2 separate regions of the Oryctolagus cuniculus genome follow, and region 1 is linked to region 2. A link is a contact called in public Hi-C data. All regions are on one chromosome and are shown on one strand. Each heading gives the region's core, a stretch centred on a gene start, on an enhancer-like site or on the middle of the called end of the contact. The rest is flanking DNA. Distances are from core to core; before and after follow the strand shown.

Region 1 (5,040 bases), core at 2,115-4,614, 790 kb before region 2:
TTTCACATATTTCTGTTTTCATTTTTTATTACCTGGTCCTAAACTCATTTTACCTTATTCTCTTAAAAAATATTTATTTGGGGGCTGGCGCTGTGGCGTGGCAGGTAAAGATGCTGCCTGCAGTGCTGGCATCCCTTATGGGCGCCAGTCCCGGCTGCTCCACTTCTGAACTAGCTCCCTGCTATTGTGCCTGGGAACACAGCAGAATATGGCCAAAGTGCTTGGGTCCCTGCACCTGCGTGGGAGATCTGGAAGAAGCTCCTGGTTGCTACTTCAGCCTAGCCCGGCCCTGGCCATTGTAGCCACTTGGGGAGTGAACCACAGGTTGGAAGACCTCTTTCTGTTTCTCCTTCTCTAACTCTGCCTTTCAAATAAATAAAATAAATCTTTAAAAAAAAAAAAAAGGAGGGGCCAATGCAATGGTGTAGTAGGTTAGGCATCCACCTATGGTCTGGTATCCCATATGGGTGCTGGTTTGAGTCCTGTATGCTCCACTTCCAATTTGGCTCCCTGCTAACGGCCTGGGAAAGCAGTGGAAGATGGCCCAAGTAATTGGGCCCTTGCATCCATGTGGGAGACCCAGAAGAAGCTCCTGGCTCCTTGCTTTAGATCAGCCCAGCTCCAGCTGTTTTGGCAATTTGGGGAGTGAACCAGCGGATGGAAGATCTCTCTGTCTCTCCCTGTCTATAACTCTGCCTCTTAAATAAATAAAATCTTGCATTCCATATCAGTGTCAACAAAATCTTAATTTTGACAGAGGCATATATGTATGTACATTGTATGTGTATATAGATCCCAACTGTTGTTAGTTTGGGCCAGAGCCAAAACTGGAAGTTGGTACCTCAGTCCTGGTCTCTCACATGGGCAGCAGCAACCCAATTACCTGAGCCATCACTGCTGTCTATCAGGGAATGCATTAATAGGAAGGTGGAGTCAGGAGCCAGAGCCTGGTATCAAATCCAGATACTCCGGTGTAGGACATGAGCATCTTAACTGGTGTTTTTATAATTATTATTATTATTCCATTTTATTTGAAAGGGAGAGAGAGAGAGAGAGAGAATCTTCCTTCTCTGGTTCACAGCCCAAATGCCCCCCAACTGCCAGGGCTGGGCCAGGACACAGCCAGAAGCAAGGGACACAATCCAGGTATCCCACATGGGTGGCAGGAACCTGAGTACTTGAGCCACGATCTGCTGTCTCACGTGCAGCGCATTATCCGGAAGCTGGTTTGGCTGTGGAGTAGCTAGGACATGAACCTAGACACTGATAGGGGATGCAAGTATCCCAAATGGCAACTTAGGTGCTGTGCCAAAAGCCAGCCCCTTAACAGGAATCTTAACCACTAGGCTAAACACCCACCACATACCTCCCATTTTATCTTATTTTATGGTGAGTTTTCAGTTCAGTCCCCACAAGTTTCTTACCTTCTGCCTGCAGAAGGACATCACAAAACACACCACTCTGCTGCTGGTGATGAAGCTGCAGAAAGGCTAACCGGAGGAACCGAGGGTTCCTGTAAAGGATTTTGGAACTGGCAGGAGAGCACATGTCGGTAGCTTCTTAATAAACCTAGGTTCTCACGGATCAGATTCCTGTAGGTAAGATTATACACTTCAGAAGCATTATGCCTAATTGTTTTTTTGTCTTTAAAATGGCAGGGACCTTTTTTAAAGTAAGAGAGAGAACTCAGGAGCAGCAGCCCAGAAGCTGTGCCAGCGGGATCTCAGGAAAGTGTATCATCATAGTGGTTACATGCAAGAGCTCAGAGATAGACTTGGGTTTGACTCCTGACACTGTTAGTTACTTGCGTAGTTGTATAATCTCATTCGAGGGACTCAGCATCCGAGTCTTAGTTTTCCTACCAATGAAATGGAAATAACAAAACTTACCTTGTAGGGCTGTTTTAAAATTTAAATGAGTCCGTGCAGGTAAAACCATTTAACATTGTGTGTGCCTGGCACAAAAGAACTGTCCTCTCCCAAAAGGCAACTATTATTGCCCTCAATCTTCCTCATCCACATTATCACAGAGACTGAAACGACACTGCTGGTTTCTCAGAGCATAAAGTCTCAGTTCCGTGGGTAAAATCCTCACTGAACACTTTTTAAAAACCACGAGGTATCAAGTCATCTCTAGGAACCCTATGTGCCTTTTCTCTGAGCACGCACTGCCAACACTAGCCAGCAGAGGGTGCACGACAAAGCAGAGACGCCCCTGAACTCCGCAGGAAGTTCGCTCAGAAAGGAGGATACTGCCACCCTCGGGTCAATGTCCTAGACCAAAGTTAAGCCTGACTGACCCTGGGACCTGGCCACGAGTTTGGCTTTTCATTTTGCCTGTCTAGTTAATTACCCGGCTGACAACAGAGTAAGGAGAGCTAAGCAGCCTGCCCCTCACCAAACAAACGATATTCTAACGTCGGGCCCACGACATTTCCAATTTTCCTTTGCACTGAAATCCCCACACTCACTGCACGGCTGTGTTCCTTTCCTGGCATGCAGTTTTTGTCAGGTGGCACTGAGGGTCTGGATAGTTCACGTCAAAACTATCAGGAAAGAAAAGAATTGAAAGGTCAATTCAGAGAGGGCAGGCTCAATGCCAATTCCAGCAAGAGACATGGGTGAAGGGTGGCTGCCGCGCAAGGGCCCTGGGGAAGCTTCCCAAACACCAGCCGCCTGGCCCAGCCCCCAGACCCAACCTGGGATAGCCTTGCTGTAGGATCTGCTGCTCTGTGCACTTTCTGTGCTTAGGTCCTCTGTCCAGCCTGCCTTGCCTCCTCCCTATGGCCAGCTTCGCACCGACAGAGTGCGCCAAGCAGCGCAGGTGGGCCCACGGCCCCGGGTGGGTCTCTTCCCCGGCCAGAACCACAGAAATCGGGGCTGGCGGAGAAAGCACGGCTTCAGGGAAGGCCCTGCAGAGCTGGGTGTCCCGAACGCTCCGGGTGCCCCGGGCCCAACTCCTTTGAAAAGAGACCTCTCGGCGCAATGGTTTCTGGGAATGGAGCCTGGGCAATCCCGGAGGGCCGAACTCAGCGCTGTCCCTCACGGCCACCTGTGGCCGCAGAGGCTTTGCAGTCACCCCCCTGGAGCTCTCCGTGCCCACATGCACTGGGCAGTGGTGACAGCGAGGGCCCGAGGCCACGCGACCCACACCGCACACCACGCGCCGCCGCCCTCGCGCACGGCGCGACGCGGGGCCGAAGGTCCTTCCTCCTCCCCGAGCCCTCGGGCCTACGCCTTCCTGAGTACGTCATCCCCATTGGCCGAAGGCCCCGCGGAGAACCAATCAGAGGAGGAGGAAAGCTTTGGGCGGGAGACTAAGTCTCGAGGGACTTGGCTGAGGGAAGATGGCTGGGCTGCTGCAAGAGGTAGGGGGAAGGGCCCTTTACTGAAACCGCGTTCATCTTTGGTCCTGGATGAAGGCACACCAAAGAGGGGGTCGGGATACCCCTTTAGGGTGGGTTCCGAGGCAATTGAAAGATGCCTCCGTCTTCCCCTTGAAGAGGCTGCAAATGGTTTTAGCCGTGCTGAGAGCTTGCCGGGCTTCGTGGAGGAAGAAGCCTCAGAATGAGCTGCTGACTGACCCGTTAGTGCTGATACTTTAATCTAGACATGTCTGAACACTAGAAATGTTCTGGAACAAGGTTATTGGGCAAGTTTCTGAATTTGGTTTTTTTCCCCAGAATCCCGCTCCAATCCTGAATCTCAAACCCATAACCCGAGAGAATTGTAGAAACTTCTCCCTGGAGGGGTCTGCTGTGACCGTCCTGAGACCTTTTATGTACTTCGGTTCTTGACTGGAAACACCTTTTTTCAGAGATGATACTAAAAGTTAAATGATCCAAATTTATCATTTATATAGGGAATGCCAACTCACAGTACAAATCTGGTCAGTAATTTGGCCTGTGTGTTTTACTCTCCCTCGGTAGTTGTCAGTTAATGTCCAGCTCTGGGAGAAAAGGGCTGGATCCAAGGTTTTGGTAACAAAGTGCGGTTAATTAAAGCCAAGCAGCGTTCGCTGTTGCCAGCTGCAGGTGGTAGAAAGGAATTTGCCTAAGAAAGGACAAAATGTGGGGGTGAGTAGTATCATGTGCTCAATATGTCTTTATTGATACCTAACACCTTTTCAAAAAGGACTTGAGGGGCTGGCGCTGTGGCGTAGCGGGTTAAGCTGCCGCCTGCAGTGCAGGCATCCCATATAGGTGCTGGTTTGGGTCTCGGCTACTCCACTTCTATCTATCTATCTATCTATCTATCTATCTATCTATTTGACAGATAGACAGTGAGAGAGAGAGAGACAGAGAGAAAGGTCTTCCTTCCGTTGGTTCACCTCCCAAATGGCTGCTATGGCCGGCGCTGTGCCGATCTGAAGCCAAGAGCCAAGTGCTTCTTCCTGGTCTCCCATGCGGGTGCAGGGCCCAAGCACTTGGGCCATCCTCCACTGCCCTCCCGGGCCATAGCAGAAAGCTGGACTGGAAGAGGAGCCACCGGGTCTAGAACCCAGTGCCCATATAGGATGGCGGCGCCGCAGGCGGAGGATTAACCAAGTGAGCCATGGCCGGCCCCGGCTGCTCCACTTCTGATCCAGCTCTCTGCTATGGCCTGGGAAAGCAGAGCTAGAATTGGGAGCAGAGCCAGGACTTACAGCAAGGTGCTACTGAGTGCAATGCAGGCATTGTGAATGCCATCCTGATCGCTTCACCCAATGCTCATCCCATATATATATATATATATGTATATATATATATATACTTTCTATACTATATATATAGTATAGAAAGGATTTGAGATAATGAACTGAAATGGTTCAGGAAGTGTGCTTCCAAGTCAGGCAATATTTTCCTTACTTTGAATCCTGTGATCTTTAAGATGGAAAAAGAAACAGGGAACACAAAACATTTTCAGTTGCCATTGTATTTTGAAGAGGAAGCAGTGTTTGTGAAAGGATATAAAACTTAGCAGGAGGAGGACAGATTTCAGTTGTCAGCAGCACACACATGCGTGCACACACACACAAGTGAGCAAGGCAAACAATGGTGTG
Region 2 (4,714 bases), core at 1,305-3,804:
TTGGTCTTCTGTTCTAGAACTCCCTCTTTGCTTCTTTCTCCAGACCTAGGAGAGTACTTCAGACAGCCCATGGAAATGTGTTCTATGAAAAAATTATGCATGAATTTCAAAAAGTTTTGCACAGCATTAAGCTTATATTTTAATTCCATTTTTCCAAAAACTGTTTGAGATACCCTCATGAGATTTACCTTCATCAGGTATAAGCTTCCCTGTGCATTATGATGTCTGATCATCTCAAAAATATTTTGCCTTTCTAAGTTACATGATTTAGCCAACTAAGATTTGTGAGTTTCACATTTAAAATAAAATTGATATGGTTACTTTGAGGATTTGCTTGTTATCTTGAAATCATGAGTTAAGTAGCAGTTTAGGTTAATTGTAGCTGTAAACACCATCAAAAAGTTGATATGTGAGAAGCAAAATTAATCACCACTCCCTTCCCACACACACACAATTGCGCACACCATCTAGCACATGAAATGAGACCTTAAAGTGGACTAGCACTGTGCGTCATTGTGCCATTCCCTATTTTAAGAAGTAAATTTCCATGCTGATTTTTTATTCTGGAACATCTAACCACCAAACATCAGAATGCAGTGGGGACCCAGAAGTGAGCTGAATTATTGAAAAAGTAAAAGCAAAACAGGCCCAGAAAGCTATTATGTGCATTCATAATAGATTTACCAAATTTAAGGGTGCTGAGAAATGCATTTATTTAATTTGGAAGACAAAAATCTCTTAATAGCCCTTGGAAATTTGTGGGATTTTTTTCCTCCAAATCTTCTGAAAGCTTTGTTAATTAAATTAGACAGAAGCCAGAAGCACGGAGCAGAATGCAGACTCTCTAAAGAAAGGTATGTTAATTCAAGTTCAGGTTTAAGCGCTTCATCTCATACACTTCTATGTACAAGAAAGCTTATTATTTTTTACTAAACATATCCTTACATATTCGTATGAGGAGTGGAGAATACAAAGGTGTCTGCCAAGTGAATGAGAGTAGGAACATGGGTAGGGATGGGAGGATAGGACATTGAAAAGATTTGATCTCAAATCACCCAACTCTTGGTCAAGTGCCCTGTCCTTCAAATTACAACCTTTTCTGAAACATTATTAAAAGTGTTGAAACATTCTTTGTTAGAAATTTTAGCTTTCAAACTCATGAACCAAAGAAATGAAAAACACAATACTGTGCATTTCAGTTGATAAATCTTATAAATAAGGATGTGATCCTTTCACCAAATTCAATGGCAAATGGAAATTTCTTACAATTGAAAATAAAAGACAGAAATTCAACACATTCAGTTGTGTGCTGTGGTCTTCTGCTTTAAACCACATCAAGAAATGAATGCACGAAGAGTTTAAATGTGCTATGCTGTTCGCTAAACGTAAGATCATCTTCCTGAGATATTTCCCAGTGTTGCTCCCTACAACTTCTCCTAGTGGCAGAAATAACCACTGTTGTTGGGGAAGAACTGAAATTTGCAAAACCTCAAAGTCATGAATGCATGTAGATCTGAGAGAAGGTTTATGCCTCAGCTGCCTGCCGACTTCCTACACACACTTAGAGACTGGGGGCAAAGTTTGTTCAGTAATTTCCAGAGAGCGTTTTTCACTTCTTTGTTCCTGAGACTGTAGATCAAAGGGTTTAGCATGGGAATCACCACAGTGTAAAACACAGATGCTATTTTGTCTGTGTCCATAGACTGGCCAGAGCTGGGCTGCAAGTACATGAAGATGATCGTGCCATAAAAGATGGAGACCGCAGTGAGGTGGGAAGCACAAGTGGAGAATGCTTTCTTCCGCCCTTCAGCAGAACGCATTTTTTGGATGGCGATGTATATGAAGAAGTAAGAGGTAAGGATGACCAGGAGTGTGAAAAAGACATTGAAGCCCACCACAGAGAAGACAACCAACTTGCTGATGTGTGTGTTGGAGCATGAGAGAGCCAAGAGAGGTGGAATGTCACAGAAAAAATGGTTAATCTCATTAGAACCACAAAAGGAAAGTCTGAAGGTGTCTGCTGCATGGATAGAGGCATTGAGGAAGCCACAGACATAGGAGCCAATAGTCAGGAGGGCACACACACTTGCTGTCATGGTGGTGGTGTAGTGAAGAGGCTTACATACTGCTGCATGGCGGTCGTAGGCCATGGAAGCCAAGAGGTAGCACTCTACAGTGGCAAAACCCACAAAGAAGAAGAACTGAGCCGCACAACCATTGTAGGAGATGACCTTGTTCCCTGATTGCAGTGCAGCCACCATCTTGGGAGCTACAGCTGAGGAATAACCCAGATCCACAAAAGAGAGGTTACTGAGGAAGAAGTACATTGGAGTGTGGAGATGGGAGTCTGAGTGGATGATCATCATCATCCCCCCATTCCCAACCAGAGTGATGAGGTAGATGAACAAAAATATCAGGAGGAGAGGAACCTGAAGATTGGGGTCATCTGTTAATCCCAAGAGGATGAACTCTGTCACTTCTGTGCTATTCTCCATTGAGGTCAACTGTAGGTTAGCCTGATGATTAAAGAAAATGAGTTAATAAAACTCAAATGAAAGAGGGGATGATGGGATAATAAAAATAGAAACCTTATATATATATATAATATATATATATAAAGCATGATACGTAAGACACACATGAGACTTTTCAACTGTATAATAGAATTTAATCTTAAGAGATATGAGCTATTACGCCTATTTTACAGATGAGAAATTTAGTGCTCAGGGAGCTTAATTTTTTTAACTTTTATTTAATAAATATAATATATAATAAATATATATAATAAATATAAATAATATAATAATAAATATAAATATAAATTTCCAAAGTACAGCTTATGGATTACAATGGCTTTTCCCCCCCATACCTTCCCTCCCACCCGCAATACTCCCATCTCCGTTCCCTCTTCCATTCCATCCACTTCAAGATTCATTTTCAATTATCTTTATATACAGAAGATCAACTTAGTATATATTAAGTAAAGATTTCAACAGTTTGCACCCACACAGAAACATAAAGTGTAAAATACTGTTTGAGTACCTGTTACAGCATTAATTCACCTTGAACAACACATTAAGGACAGAGATCCTGTGGAAGGTCTCTCCTCCCTTCAGAGAAAGGTACCTCCTTTGATGGCCCGTTCTTTCTACTGGGATCTCACTCACAGAGATCTTTCATTTAGGGTTTTTTTTTTTGTTTGGTTGGTTTTTTTTTGTTTTTTTTTGTTTTTTTTTGTTTTTTTTTTTCAGAGTGTCTTGGCTTTTCATGCCTATAATACTCTCATGGGCTCTTCAGCCAGATCTGAATGCCTTAAGGACTGATTCTGAGGCTAGAGTGCTTTTTAGGATATCCGCCATTCTATGAGTCTGTTGTGTATCCCGCTTCCCATGTTGGATTGTTCTCTCTGGGAACTTAGTTTTGAGCAACAGAATCTAATTAGTAGGCATCAAAATCAAAGTTCACCCATTTATATTTCTGAATCTAAAGTACACTTATTCAGAGCTTAAATTCTTCATGTTTACATCATATAAACACCTGTTGTGATGCAGATATTATATTACTGATTCAATTTTTAAAAATCAAAAAGACTTTGAAGTAAAAACTTACATCCATAATTTCTTATCTTTTTCATTCCACACCCAGTAGAACAACCTCACTAGAGATTTCCTGAAATTTTCTACGCACATATAACTAAATAGGATTAATTATAGAAATCAAAATAGTTTACTATTGTTCAATAGGTTTTACTTACATTGAACTTATTTAATTCTTATACCAACACTTTGGGACTGATTCTATTATTTTCCTCATTTTACACAAGAGAAACTGATAAAATGGCAAAACTGCACTTCTTCATTTCCAGCGCTTTACCTTTACATACAATGCTCCACGTTCCTTACACTAGGGGATTCCTAATGGGCTGCATATTTTACACATAGTCTTTTTCTGGCTATAATCAAATCCTAAATTTGAGTAGCATGGAAAGCTATAATTATAATATAATAGTAATGAAATAACAATGGACCAGATTCACATGACCGGTAAGTACAGGAAGTGATATTAAAGCCCTAGTCTATTTGATAATAAATCCAGAGTTCTTGAACATAATGTTTAATGTCTTTAGGAGTTTATCATTTAATAGGAGTTCACCCAAAATGGAGTATTGTATATATAAATATAAACATACATTTAATATAGAAGCATAAATTTTATACATATACTCAAATATATTTAATTCTTATACATGAATGTATATAAGTGTGCCAATCAGAAGTCTTTGTGGTTGATCCTGTTCACAACTAACACCTCCCTTTTCTATGCTTTCAAAGCTCTTGGATCTTGCTTGCTTATCACAAAGTTGGTTGGGCAACCATCCAGCTCCTAATCTAGCTCTAAGCCCCTTGGGGCACTGACTGTTTGTACCTCCTCTGGCCTGCCCTGACCCCTTGTGCATATGAATAAATATTTGGTTGATTGAATAGAACACTAATAGCTACATATTTAAATATTTTTCCATGCTATTTAGTTCTACCACAAACAGCCTATTGTTCTCTTGTCTAGCTGCAGTCCAAACTTCCTGCTATAATATTAGCTTAGACGTGTGGTATGAAAAATATTTGGAGGTAACAATGAGCTTGGAGATAGCCAGGTCTGAAGAAAGGCTTGTGTCCTAATTTTAGAGCCCATTCTCCCCCTACCCCACTTGGTGTTT

What was found. Hi-C and Micro-C count contacts between places; a contact is called where the count stands out from the background.
Region 1: a contact with region 2 is called in a Hi-C map of skin fibroblasts, with 4 times the contacts expected there. The contact joins the promoter of BTBD18 here to the promoter of OR5B21 in region 2. A contact is called at or near these places in 4 of 6 Hi-C or Micro-C datasets (ear pinna, embryonic fibroblasts, skin fibroblasts and 1 more).

Annotation. Positions count from the first base shown.
Region 1 is chr1:14,419,375-14,424,414 of mOryCun1.1, reverse strand. BTBD18 (BTB domain containing 18) reads right to left here and starts at 3,364. Exons shown (of 3, transcript XM_070070152.1): 1 at 2,699-3,364; 2 at 1,425-2,545. The coding sequence starts at 1,548.
Region 2 is chr1:13,629,928-13,634,641 of mOryCun1.1, reverse strand. It overlaps OR5B21 (olfactory receptor family 5 subfamily B member 21), which reads right to left and starts at 2,554. Exons shown (of 2, transcript XM_008273279.4): 1 at 1,603-2,554; 2 at 587-689. The coding sequence starts at 2,495. The coding sequence ends at 587.